2 separate regions of the Urocitellus parryii genome follow, and region 2 is linked to region 1. Evidence: chromatin contacts called from public Hi-C data. All regions are on one chromosome and are shown on one strand. The core of a region is the stretch at or near the end of the contact, and the rest is flanking DNA. Distances in the headings are between cores, read along the strand shown. Region 1 holds the start of Avl9 (AVL9 cell migration associated). Region 2 holds the start of Nt5c3a (5'-nucleotidase, cytosolic IIIA).

Evidence for each region. A called contact is a pair of places that touch in the nucleus more often than the background predicts.
Region 2: a Hi-C map of liver shows a contact between it and region 1, with 3 times the contacts expected there. The contact joins the promoter of Nt5c3a here to the promoter of Avl9 in region 1. A contact is called at or near these places in 2 of 2 Hi-C or Micro-C datasets (liver and muscle).

The regions. Positions count from the first base shown.
Region 1 is chr3:89,605,430-89,612,262 of mUroPar1.hap1, reverse strand. It overlaps Avl9 (AVL9 cell migration associated), which reads right to left and starts at 3,329. Exons shown (of 16, transcript XM_026401580.2): 1 at 3,015-3,329. The coding sequence starts at 3,107. It also overlaps the pseudogene LOC113191741.
Region 2 is chr3:89,890,614-89,897,661 of mUroPar1.hap1, reverse strand. It overlaps Nt5c3a (5'-nucleotidase, cytosolic IIIA), which reads left to right and starts at 4,078. Exons shown (of 9, transcript XM_026401558.2): 1 at 4,078-4,486. The coding sequence starts at 4,349.

The DNA.
Region 1 (6,833 bases), core at 2,080-4,579:
ACTGGCTGGGTTAGCAGCCCCTCTTAACACAATCTGGTTGGTATCTCCACTGGTTTTTTAGATGATTCACTCATCAAACCTTAACTCTCTCTCCCTCTCTCTTTTTTTTTTTAAGAGAGAGAATTTTAATATTTATTTTTTAGTTATTGGCAGACACAACATCTTTGTTTGTATATGGTGCTGAGAATCGAACCCGGGCCGCACGCATGCCAGGCGAGCGCGCTACCGCTTGAGCCACATCCCCAGCCCAAACCTTAACTCTCTTTAGGCTACAGAATCACAGTATCATCTATTCAACTTACCACCATTAAAGGAACAACAGAAAACTGACATGATTACTAGTAAGCCAAAAATGTTTCTCTAAGAAGTAGTAATAGTTCCATTAGGATAAATATTTGATTCTTGCAAAAACTATAGCTTTTAGTGCTTCATTTTCTGCTGTAATACAAGAGAGGTGGGTGTAATGTTAAAAAGCTGCAATAAATCAAGCCATTTTGAGCAACAACTGGGATTCTCATCTTTCACTGCACTGTGACAGAACCCTCTGCACTGTTTTCTATAAGTAACCCATATTTAACAAGTTTATTAAAAACAAAACCAACCCCCCCCCCAAATTGCCAGTCTTTGTGAAGCACCATATGGACCATAACAATAATACATTCATTTTTTAAAGGTTTTTTTACAACTTTATTTATTTTTAATATGGTGCTGAGTATTGAACCCAGTGCCTCACACATGCTAGGAAAGTGCTCTACCACTGAGCCACAATCCCAGCCCCAATTAATTCATCTTTATTTTCTAAGAGCCTACAACCTAAAAATGCTGAAAAGGATGTAGCTGAGCACAGTGGCGCATGCTTACAATCTTAGCTACTTAGGAGGCTGAAGCAGAAAGACCTCAAGTTTGAGGTAAGTTCTTAGCAAGAACTGTTTCAAAAAAAAAAAAAAAAAAAAAAAAAGAAGAAGAAGAAGAAGAAAGGAAAAGCTGTAGCTCAGTGGCTGAGGACTGGGGTTAAATCCTCACTACTACAAGGGGTAAAAAAAAAAAGATTTTTTTTGTTGGGGATGATGGAAAAGTTTTGGGTACAGAATGCAGTGATGATTACCCAATGCTGTGAACCTGTTACTAAACTGTAAAATTATGAATGGCTAAAATGATAAATATTATGTATACTTTTAAAAAAAGAGAGATGCAATTATATTGATTAGTGAGCTAGCTGTAAAATATACTCAAGTCCCAATCTCTCTGCATTTCAGTTTATTCATCTGGAAATTTAAGGGAGTTGGAGTGGATTATCTAACTTTCTTGTAAAATTCTTGTAAAGTATCTGATAATGGGAACTGGGAAGTAAAGAAATATTAAGCTATTTGGACGTGTTGGAGGTCACAGGAACTATGTGATTCCATGATGTCATCCAGATCTCCTGACTCTTGGTACAGTATTAATTTTACAAAACTAGTGATTTTACTTGTGTGCTAAAACACAAAGCCAGAAAAGGCAAAGAAATGTCAAAGTCTCCAGGTGCTACTTTAGCCCCCTGTATACTAAGTGTCTCTTAAACCTGTTGTTCAGTTTTCTCTAATCTCTAAGCAGTACTGCATGTCATTTCCTTTCTGAAAATATAAATTATATTACTTCTAACACACACACACACACACACACAAAGTAAAAAACACAATAAATCTTGACTTTTGGACGACAGCCAAATTTAAGAGATTTCAACCTATCTCCTACCAATGTAGATAGTTTCTTCTTTCTTGTCCAAAGCTCCATTCTGTGTGGTTCTGAAGTGGGCCTCCATATCTTTTTTTTACCCTGAGACACTTCTACAATGCAACAGCAGAATAAACACATATGGTGTGAGAAGCAATGCTAGTTCTGACTCCAGGATTGTTTTGCAGTGTGGCCTCAGCAAGCAAGATCATATTACCTCTTTGAAGTTTCAATTACTTCACCCATATCCAAAGAAAGTTATAAAGTGACTAGTAAGTTCAAACTAGTGAGTGCTACATTGGATGCTGTTTCATCCTTCTTGGTATCTTTCTATGCTGTCTTTATCTGAGGGATGAGGAATATATCTTATATTTAAGTAGTCTTTAAAACACATCTTTTCCCTCCCTTCACCACGTTTGTAATCATACTCTAACAACTGAACTCTTGCCAGTAAGTCTTCTAAAATGCTACATCTTCCGTGAAAGGCAGAAACCCAAAAGCTACCTTCTAGTGGTAGCAATCAGTATTTTCAATACTTTAAGAAAACATTTCACCTTAGTGTTCTCTGGCACATTATGACATCATTGCCTTCCAGTGTTTGCTGGTTCATTAAATAATCCTGTTTCTATTTGTTCCTTGGCCTTCAATACACAGATTGCAAATGTCCAATTTCAGATGCTGGGTTAAAGATCCAGTGAAGAACCTGAAAAAATGTCTATCTGTACAATTTGTTTGGTGAATACACTTTCTATTATTGCAATTATTTAGAGAGGTCAACCTCATCAAAAGGCAAGCTCTGGACAAGATCAAATAGCAAAAGGCCCAAGGTGGGGCGGGGTCAGTCGCCAACCCTAGCATGACAGATTCTAAAGCGTCCAAGACATAAACAAAGGAAGTTGATTTTCCTACACGGCGCATGCATTAGCCTCAACCTACTTGAGGCATTTGCGTGGAAGCCACTGCGCTCACAACCTTGAAAACCCAAGACCGAATGCTGGATTTTTGTAAGGATTTGCATTATGGGTGGACACCCCGCAAGTCAGTGGAGACACTGACGGATGGGGAAGAGAGTGGGACTATCTCCATTCCTCCCTCCCACTCCACCAAAGGAGGCCCTAAAAACCTAACAACCTACACGGACCAACCAGCACCTCCGCTGCTCATCAAGCAATTCTCAGGAGCAGAAGAAAGAAGGGGTTGAGGGGCAGATGGAAGAGAAGCAAGCTGAGCAGAGTGGTGGAGGGCAGCGGGCGCCCGCGAACGCGCGAACGGCCAGATGCGGGCGCGGGCCCTTTCCTCACCTGGCAGCCCTTCTTGTGGTGAAAGCCGACCACCACGATGTGCAGGACAGGCCCCCGGGGGCCACCCTCGCTACCGCGCCCGGCCTTCTCCATGGGGCCCGCACCAAGACGACTTCAACCGCCAAGGCCGGAGGGCCGGACGACCCCGCGGCCCTCGGAGGCCCAAGAGTGGCGGGCCTCAGGTGTCAACAAGAGGGCCGCATGAGGGCAGCGCAGGAGCCCCGGAGGAGGAGAGCAGCTCCCGCAGCTCCGCGCCGCCCCCCGCGGCCACGGCCGCTCTTCCTTCATCCGCTTCCGCGGCTTCCGGGCTGTCACCTGATGCGGCGGCCGCCGCCGGCGAGGCGCGGCGGGGCAGGACCGGGGAGGAGCCGGAGGGGAAAGGGCGGAGCCTGGGGAGGGGCGTGGTTAGAGGAAGATAGGTCTCCAAGACAGGGGCGTGGCCTTCGTGGTAGGTGGGCAGGGCTCATACGGAGAGGGCGGGGCCAGGGAGGAATCATCGTGGGGGGGCAAGGGCGGGGCCTCTGGGAGGTCCTGGGGGCGCTGTTGGTCACACCTGCTCCTCTTTCTTGAGATTTGACGTCAAGTTTTTTTCTCCTCCTGTTGTTATCTATTCTTCCTCCTTAAAATCTATGCCCCTTCCCTCCTTGTTCCTTAGCTTGCTTTCTTTGTGAACATCTTCTGTTCTCTCTTTAAGACCCTCCACCCTCTGGCTTAGAGTCTTTCTGCTCTGACATTCCTTTAAATATTTAAAAACAAGGAAGCAGATTGGCGAAGCAGAGTATCTTGTGTATTCAACCTTTAAATTGCTTACTTACCCGAGATTGCTTTTTGTTTTCTTCTTGGTTTTCTCATTTAAAATTTGTAAGACTTTGGGGGCAAAAAAGAGTTTGGAAGCTTTTTTACGGCCTAAAGCAGAACATCCTTGACAATAAAGGATGTTTACATGGAGACCTGTAAAATGATTATCTAGTCCCAAGATTAAATTTTTTTTCATTCCATCTTTTCATGTGTTTACTATTTAGCTTAGCACAAAATGTATGGATATGTTTGTCTAGGGTTTAATTCCTTTATTGATTGTATTATTTCAAAATTTTAAATCTACAAATCTCATATAAATTTAAAGTGAATAATAGAAATGCTAGCAGATTTAAAAAGTCATAGCCAGGGAAGTTTGAGAATTAAATAAAGTATAGCTGCCTGCTTCAAATACAATTTGATATTACTATAATAACTGGAATTGAAGCATATCTTCACTAAGTTGCATGTCCTTTAGTATAGGCAACTTTAGCATTTGATATTTTCCATATTTTGTCTTGAAATGTAAAAGACTTCCATTCTAATCTAAAGATATCTGAGAAAAACAGCAGTTTTCGAGTCAAGTTTAATTTCTATGATTCAGTAGAACTGTTTTTTTTTTTTTTTTTTTTTTTGGTGGAGGGGTACCAGGGATTGAACTCAGGAGCACTCAACCACTGAGCCACATCCCTAGCCCTATTTTTGTATTTTATTTAGAGACAGAGGCTCACTGAGTTGCTTAGTGCCTCACTGTTGCTGAAGCTGGCTTTGATCCTCCTGCCTCAGCCTCCTGAGCTGCTGGGATTACAGGTGTGTGCTACCATTCGAGGCCAGTAAAACTGTTTTAATGTTAATAAAATACTGAGAATTTTCAGTATGTTGCCATCCATTTTTTTTATATTACAAAACTTGGCATTGGCTCAGAAATGTGTGTAAAATTATATTGTTCCCTATAAATAGAATTTGTTAGTTATTTCTTGATATGCTACTTGTTTGATATGTCAACTATTTGCTGTGTTAAAATTTTCTTGATGTAAACTGCCCTGATATTTCCAACAATTGTAATAGCTAAAGTTTAAGTCTTACTTAAAGCCTTTTTTTTTTAAGGGAGAGAGAATTTTAATATTTATTTTTTAGTTTTCGACAGACACAACATCTTTGTTTTGTATATGGTGCTCAGGATGGAACCCGGGCCGCACGCATGGCAGGAGATCGTGCTACTGCTTGAGCCACATCCCCAGCCCCAAACTAACTGAAAGCCTTTTAAAGAAATGTAAGGACAGAGCATCTTAGAACTCTGTCTACTCAGTAACAGCTTTTATATATGTGTGTCACTTTGCATCCTGGAGCTTTCACCTAAGACTAAATCATCTATTCATATCTGTTATGTTGGTTAAATGTTGAAAAAAAATTCTTGGGGCTGAGGATGTAACTCTGTGGTGGAGAACTTGTCTAGCATGCAAGAGGTCCTGGGTTTGACCCTACTACCTTTAAAATAATACTATAAACAAAGGAGATATGTGTCAGATCAGGCTGGGCAGGCAGCAACCAAAGGAGGCAGATTTAAAAGGGCCGCTGAACAAGCTTTATTGAGATATCACTCAATATCCATCAGACCCACAGAGGGGACAGGGGAAGGGTCTGAGGAGAAACAGCGTGGAAGCTGACTGGACTGGACTTTTATGGGGCTTACAGCAGGAAGGGAAGGGCTTGGGACAGGAAAAGGTGTCTCTAGGGTTCCTTGCCCCCTTGGAGTTGGTCAGGGGAGTTGGCTGAACTCCAGGATTGGCCAGGGGGTCCTGCTGATTGACAGGAGTTAGGAAATCTGGCTGATTGACAGGCGTTTCCGCCAGCATCTGATTGATGTTCAAAGCAGCGTGGGCTGCTTTGTTCTAAGTCGCCACCAAGTCGCTGCCACCGACCTAACAATATGTAACTGGGAAAACTGGGAGAGAAAAATAAGCAAGGGAATTTCTAGTATTTTTTTCTGTCTGCAAATATACAGACTGATCCATTAACAATTTAGAATAACAACTTCTTTACATTATTATCATTTTGCTGATAAACAAGTGTTTAATGAGACACTGCTCTTCACAGAGGTGACTATAGAGACTTATAAAAATTATAATCCAGGAATATATATCCATGCAGCACAGATCTGAAATAAACTGTTGTCTTACCACAATTATCCTGTAAACTGACTGCAACCCTTCTCTCCCCAAACAACCTGAATCTTACACAAATACAGTTATGGGTGAGGGAACCAGAAGCCTAGCTTTGTGGCCAAAAGTAAAAACCAAAGAAAAAATACCAATTCAGTGGTTAGTTAGCAAAAGCCGAGAATTCAGTGCCCTTCACTGTGCTGCTTTGCTCTTCTTGCTCTTGCTGGTTTTCGCTGCAGCCCATCCATGTTAGTCCTCAATAGGTTTGAATAAGCCATCTGAAACTTTATTCACTTCTTTGGAGTCTACCACAATGGCGATCTTTTTTCCATTCATAGATCTTAACAGACACTTGTCTGAGAGCTCAATAGTCTTCCACAGAACCTTTCCTCAGTGCAGGTTTAGTTCCACCTTCACATTTCTTCAATGTTTGCACCGAGGGACAACTGACACTTTGGAAGAATCTGGTCAGCTCTATCAGGAACTGCTGGCTTGCTTTCCAGGAGCAACATCACAGCACTGTGGGCTCTACTCTGCCAGCATAAGTCCCAAGCAGGTTTAATTAATTAATTAATTAATTAATTATTGGTACCAGGGATTGAACCCAGAGGCACCTAACCACTAAGCAACATTCCCAGTCCTTTTTTAAAAAAAACTTTGAGACAGGATGTTTTCTTTTCAGATGATGATTGAGAAACTGATTTTAAAAAATGGTACCAGGTATCACAACAGTAACAGATTAAAAAAATTCTTTTTTTTTTTTTTTTTTTTTTTTGAGATAGGGTTTCACTAAGTTGCTTAGGACCTTGCTAAGTTGCTGAGGCTGTTTTTTTTTTTAATTTCTTTTTTTTTTTTTTTTAGT
Region 2 (7,048 bases), core at 2,829-5,328, 280 kb before region 1:
AGCCTCTGGCAGGCTGTCCTCGCCTGATAAGAGGGAAAGAAAGATCAGGGTGGAGATGTCAGACCCATGTCTCTGACCCCAGGGTAAATGATATCATGGAGAAATACAATGGAAGCTGATAAGGATTGAAAGGGGGGGGTCAAAAGCCCCCCAGATTGGTATAAATAATAGAGCTGATGAACAGGGATTCAGCCAGCTGAAACAAGGATGCACTTCAGCTGGAGAGCCTCATGAGGACCTGACATCCTATTACTTGTCATCATTTCCAGATCATCTGTGTGATCCTTACTGCTCTCAAACTCTACCACCTCATCTGGACCCTGGTGAGAGCCGTATCTTCTCCCTAGGACCCTCTCCTCAACCAGTCATACCCTCCACATCAGGAAAAGCCTGCCTTGGTTTCAGATCTGATCACTGTGGTCTAAGTGAGTGTGCATCTGCTGGACATAAAGTCTAAGGCTTAAGAATTTTGAACTTAGCATGCAGAGGAAATGTCTAACATTAGCCTGTCATGATTAAGTGTGTTTTGCAGTGCTTAGAATTAATCTAGAATTGTTTGCTGTGAATTTATTAATCTAGAATTGTTTGCTGTGAACTGATTATGTCTATTGCAGTACCTAACATTAAGGGTTGTTGTTTCTTGATTAAGAACCTATAGAGTGAAATTGTATTGAGTAATTTGAGTGAATAAAGCATTGAAAGTGTAAGAGGGGTCCGGCGGAGCGTCGGAGGGAGAGACCACACAAGAGACTTACTCCATGCAATTGGCAAAAGGGGATTTATTGGGGATCCATTCCAGCGCGCTGGGGCTCCGTGCTTACTCAAGAAGGGAGAGCAGCCCAGAGCCCAGAACGGAGGTCAGGTGGAGCTTAAGTACACTTTTTGGAGAGGGCGGTGGGCTTTGCATACATCAGAACAAATCATCATGAGGCGCGGGGAAATTGAACAACAACTCTGAGACGTGATTGGCGGGAACAGGTCGGGCGAGGGTGATTGGTCATTCATAAGCGGGTTACACATTCAAACTGATTGGTTTGGGCCCTGTGAGGAACTGCACAGGGCCCTAGGCTAAATGGCCAGTAGGGCGTTGTTTTAACTATCTCAGGAATTCCAAGTTCTGGGTGTAACAGAGGAACTTAATAATACCTAATCTTTTACATTCAAGCTTTCCAGCTTAGAAACTTTACCCTTTCAAAAGGGGCAGAAGCATGTGGACATTCTTTATTTCTCCCTGGACTGCATACACGTCACAATTTTGCCCCCTCACAACACCCTCTCTCTCTCCTAACTAGGGAGTGGAGGTGGGGTGTGGGAGGGAACAAGATTACCTTTTCCTCTCCTAGGCTGAGTTACAGGTCCTTCAGTGTACAACTACCACAGGAAGGAGATGTCACTGGAAGATCTAGGAAGTGACTATCTCCCAAATTAACAAGTGAATTTCAACACAACATCTGGGCACACCTGGGAAGAGACACCCTTTCCTCCTCCTACTGTCAAAGCACACCTAAATTGCCTGGGGTCCTCTGTGCTTCTCCTTTGCTAGCAAAGCAATAAAACTTCTTTTTCCTTTTTCTCAACTGTGTCCTCATTATTAAATTGGCATGAATTAGTACTGGGGACAAGGACCAAGTTTTCAGTAACATCAGGGCACCTGCCTAGCATGTGAGAAACCCTTGATCAATTCCCAGTAATGGAAAAAAAAATCTTAATTTGCCAGGGGTGATGGCACTCATCTGTAATCCCAGTGACTCAAGACTGAGGTAGGAAGGCCACAAATTCAAGGCCAGCCTCAAGGATTTATCGAAGACTGTCAGCAATTCAGTAAGATCCTGACTAAAAATAAAAATAAAAAGGATGAGGGATGTAGCTCAGTGATACAATATGAGAGAGAGAACCAGTTAAAGCAGGAAAATATATTTAACTACTCCTCTTCAACTGTTTAAATTAAGAAACCTCTTTTGTGTAGAGAATATTTACATCTATAAATGCCATTTTCATTGGTAAAGGTGTCTATACCAGAAATAGACAACTTTTGCTGGGTGTACGCCTGTAATCCCAGTGGCTTGGGAGGCCGAGACAGGAGGATAGCAAGTTCAAAGACAGCCTCAGCAATGGTGAGGTGTTAAGCAACTCAGTGTCTGTAAATAAAATACAAAATAGGGTTGAGCTCACTCCCTGGCGCATGCGCATACACACACACACACACACACACACACACACGTACAAAGAAAAAAAGAAAGAAAAAGAAATAGACAACTTTTTATCACCTGAAAAACTTTCCATTCTTCACCAGTGCTAGACAGGCTTTATACCACTGAGTTACTTCTCAGCTCCAAGACTTGCATGTGCACAAGGCAACCTTTCTTTAGTCACAATATATTACTTCTCATGTAATTCTTCTTTTAAACTGAAGACTTAACCCAGGGGTGCTTTGCCACTGAGCTACAACTCTAATCTTTTTTTTTTTTTAATAGGATCTTGCTAAATTGCTGAGGCTGGCCTTGAACTTGTGATCCCTGCTTCAGCCCCACAAGTTATGTAATTACAGACATGCCCCACTAGCCCAGCCCATAATTTTCTTTCACCACCCCTTATAGGACCACCATGAAAAGCAGTACCCCCTTAAGATTAACAGTAAAAACTGGGGGTGGGGTCAAATGATATAGCTTGTGCCCCCAAACTTGCTCCCCCACATATCAAACAAGCAAAGGTACTCCAGGAACATTAACTCATAGTTTCTTATCTATTGAAAGCCAGGGATGTGCTTTTCCTTGCTCTCCCATCTTAAATCATGGCTTTTTAGCTATTCAGAGCATGCTATGTGCCTTTTCCTATCCTCTTATTCACTGTCTTGTCAGCATCAGAAACTAGGTGCATCACTAAAACCAAGATACTCTCCTCCTGAGTATCCAAGGTCAAACAACATAATGAATAAAACTGTTGAAGTGTCAATAAAACAGCAAATTCCTGGGACCTCCAAGATTTGTGTTTTCTTCCACTCCTCGCCTATATCTTCTCTTAACAGCTACGTCAATTCATCCTCATCACAGGGGAAAGGATGTTTATCCAGGACATGGCATTAGTATGAAATACTGACAATAAGATGAACCACTGACTACTTCCTCAAGGTTGATGTTTACTGAAAGCACTTAAAACGCCACTCCTACCACCTTTCACGTTTGTCAGACTATCTCTCTTTGAAACTAGCTTGATATTCTCTTGGCCAATGCTGTTTCTCCCTTCTGCCAGAACAAGAAGTTCCAATTTACTCTTGTTTCCAATGCAGTTGTGTCTTTATATCTGATTCTACTGATGAAGGGCACAAGAACCCACCAAGCCAGTAACAGAACCATCAAATTCTTCTTCCCTTCAGTGGCTCAGGATGATATATAAACCTCAATCACTTGGCCATTTCTTTGAGTGTCGTATTTTTGTGGCCCTCCCATAAGCACGTATGTAAACTGTTTTTCTCCTATTAGGTTTCTTTTTTTTTGGGGGGGGGTGCAGGATGAACTGGGATTTTTGAACCCAGGGGCCCTTTATCACTGACCTACATCCCTAGCCCTTTTTATTTATTTACTTTTTAAGACAAGATATCGCTTCATTGCTTAGGGCCTTGCAAAATGAGACTGACCTGGAACCTGCCTCAGTCGCCCGAGTTGCTGGGATTACAGGCGTGCAACACGGTGCCCAGCTTCCCCTGTATCCCGTCACCCCCCAAAGACAAGCAGGGGAAACATTTATCCCCTGGAAGAGACCGGCAGGCGAGAACAACTGTAAGTCAAGCTGATAACACAGAGGAGGGAAAGATGCAGGAGGCGGCGACAGCGAGATAGCAGAAAAGGGCTGGCCAGCGGAAGGGACACCTCCCCAGTAAAGCCAAACTCCAAGCCCTCGCCCTGTTCTAGCACTTTACAACGGACGCTACTGCGCAAGTCACACGCTGCGGCCGCGCAGCCCACTGGGGGCTGTAGTCCAGAGAGGCTGAGGCCCAGGAGGCGGGACCGGTTTCTGGGTGGGCCGCGACTGGAATCCGATGTCAACTGGGCGGAGCTCGTTAGCACTGCCTACTAGATTTCAGCAGAGAGAATTAGCGCAGTTCTCTCTGTTTGTGGCAGTTCCTTAGAACAAGGCTGTGGGAAAGCCCCACCGCCCACCGGGGATCCGGGCGCAGGCCCCACCCCTCGGCCCTCGTGGGCGGGGCCTCTCCAGGGCGAGCCCGCGTAGAGCGGCGCTTTGGGCGGGGCGTCGTGCCTCTGCGGCGTGCACGGCTCCCGCGCTTCCGAGGCTCGCCGCCTTGGCTAGCGGCCTTTACTTTTCCGGGCGGGAGGCACACTAGGGCCTGTCCATGGATCGGGCAGCCGTGGCTAGGGTGGGCGCGGTAGCAAGCGCCAGCGTGTGCGCCCTGGTGGCGGGGGTGGTGCTGGCCCAGTACATATTCACCTTGAAGAGGAAGACGGGCCGCAAGACCAAGATCATCGAGATGGTGAGTGTGGGGGCCCGGCGCCCCGAGAGTGTGTAAGGGACCAACGCCGCTGTCCGTCCGGCCTCGCCTGCCAGCACGGTGCAGCTGCTGCAGTGCGAAGGGGCGCCGAGTGCGTAATCGATCAGGCTGGGGCCTCGCCAGCTAAGGGGCATACAGCTTCGGGGTCCAGCGCGGGGCGACTCCGCGGCTTGGTGACCTGGGCTTGATTCCCGGATCGAGTCCTTTGTTTTCTCCGTTTGGATGAACAGGGCAGAGAATAGATGCTCCAGGGAGCAACTACCTCGTGCTGCAAAACCCATTTCTCAAGAGATAAAGGGATAAACTGCAAGTCTTTCTCTGGACTGCACCTGCTCAAACCGTTGCGACTAACCCAGTTCGAATTACCAAAGAGGAGTTTTTATGTCGGGGCTGCCATGAAATAAATACATTATGAAAACGTAACATCTCCACTGTTTTTTAAGAAATGCCAGCCCAACCAGTAGGAATTCAGAATAGTTTATTTTGTATTTGAATGTTATCCCTTCATGTATCAAATTCCCACGAAGTGTCCTTGTGCTCATTTTTCTCCAAAGCTCTTGCAAAAATGTTTGGAAAAAAATTTTTTTTGGAAATTTCCAACCTTATTAAACATTTTTTTCTGGAGAATTCCATTTGAGGTGCACTGTAAGTAATTTGTTGTTCCGAAGTTGGATATGTTTAGTTCAGTTTTGTTGTTGGTTTAGATTAGCCACGTCTATGAGAAGTCTAATATATTTACTGGAGTGCATCCTAAATATACTCCTGATAGTGTGCTGTACATGTGAACACCTGGGGATCAAGTGTTTATGACAAATAAGGTGAGAATCTATTACTGTTACTAATAGTAACGATATTAATAAAAGAGATGGTTTGTCCTGTTGACACACACCTGTAATTCCAGCGACTCAGGAGACTGAGGCAGGAGGCTCCCAAGTTCCAGGCCAGACTCAGCAATTTAGAGACCGTATCTCAAAATAAAAAGGGGTGGGGATGTGGCTCAGTGGTAAAGTACCCCTGGGATCAGTCTCCAGTACCAAGAAAAAACAAAAACCAAAAAAACCTGTTGGTCTCCATGGCACAGGTTGAATATAGGAATATTAAAAAAAAAAAAAAAAAACTTCATGTGTTTCATATTCCAATAATATTACTACATTCTGAATTAGTTTATTCTTGGGTTATTATACCCTATTTCTCTACCTTTGTAAGTTTAGAGTAACAAAGTTGTCACAGAAGTTTCATTTTGTTCTTCTTGTCCTGGTTAATGAACATCAGTAGCTTTCCTTTGCCCCAAAACCAAAGTTTATCCTACTTATGTGAGAAAACAATTACCCTATCTTCCTATATGTATTTAAACTGTGGACAGGCCCTTCAGAGAATCCTAAGGAAGAGTTTGCTTTCTTTGTGAAAAATAATGAAGGTTCTTCAAGGATGTTAACTTTGCTTATTTGTACTGTAGAAATTTGTTAAATCTTTCATGTGTACATAGTACACTATTTTAATGCAGAGTGTGATATGTGTGTGTCTTGCTAGCAGCTTTTCAATGGAAAATCTGGAAAAAGCTTTTTTTTTTTTAACTTTGGTAATTTTATTTTTTAAAAGTATTTAAAAAATGTTTTGGTACCTGGGGTTGAACCCAGGAGTGCTTAATCAGTGAGAACTATCCCCAGCACTTTTTATTTTTTATTTTGAGACAGGGTTTTTCTAAGTTGCTGAGGCTGGGTTTGAGCTTGAGGTCCTACTGCTTCAGTCTCCTGATTCGCTGGGATTACAGGCGTATGCCATTGGGCACTTAGTAATTTTAATAAGTTGCTTATTCAGATAGGAAAAGTATTCGACTGGGAGACCCAAAATGTGGGTTTGGGTCCTGGTTAATAATTGTTACAGGGGGTCTGCTCTGCCTGTCTCCTAACCTCTTACCTCCAAGAATCCATCCAAACCCATGAATGTCCAGTGGATACATATAGCTCTACTCAACAGCTAATGGAACTAGAGGTAACTACCTAATCAAAGTGGGATAGGAAAATAAATGATTTCTCGGACTTGCTGCAAATGGTTCATTTTCTCTTCCAATTGTTTTGTTTTGCTGTTGAAGTCAGGGGTGCTCCACCAGTGAATTATATCCCCAGTTCTTGTTATTTTTTATTTTGAAATAAGGTCTCAATAAGGTTGTTCATGCTGGCCTAGAACTTGTGACCCTCCTTTCTCAGCTTCCCCAGTCACTGGGATATAGGTGTGCACCACCATGCCCTGCTCTTCCAATCCTTAATTGAGAGATGGAGGGGAGTTGCCAGTGGGATGTACATGCTTCAGCGGAAATGTCTTGTGGGGTAGCAAACTAAATATATAGAGGAAGTCGGTCAGAAGACATGCTAGAAATGTTCAGAGCAGAGATAAGAGGAGCCACTTTAAATGAAGTTGGCTGTTTTTTGTTGTTGTTGTTTTTGTTGTTGTTTGTTTTTTATTTATTTTTTAGTTGTAGTTGGACACAACACCTTTATTTTTCATTTATTTTTTGTATGTGGTGCTGAGGATCGAACCCAGGTC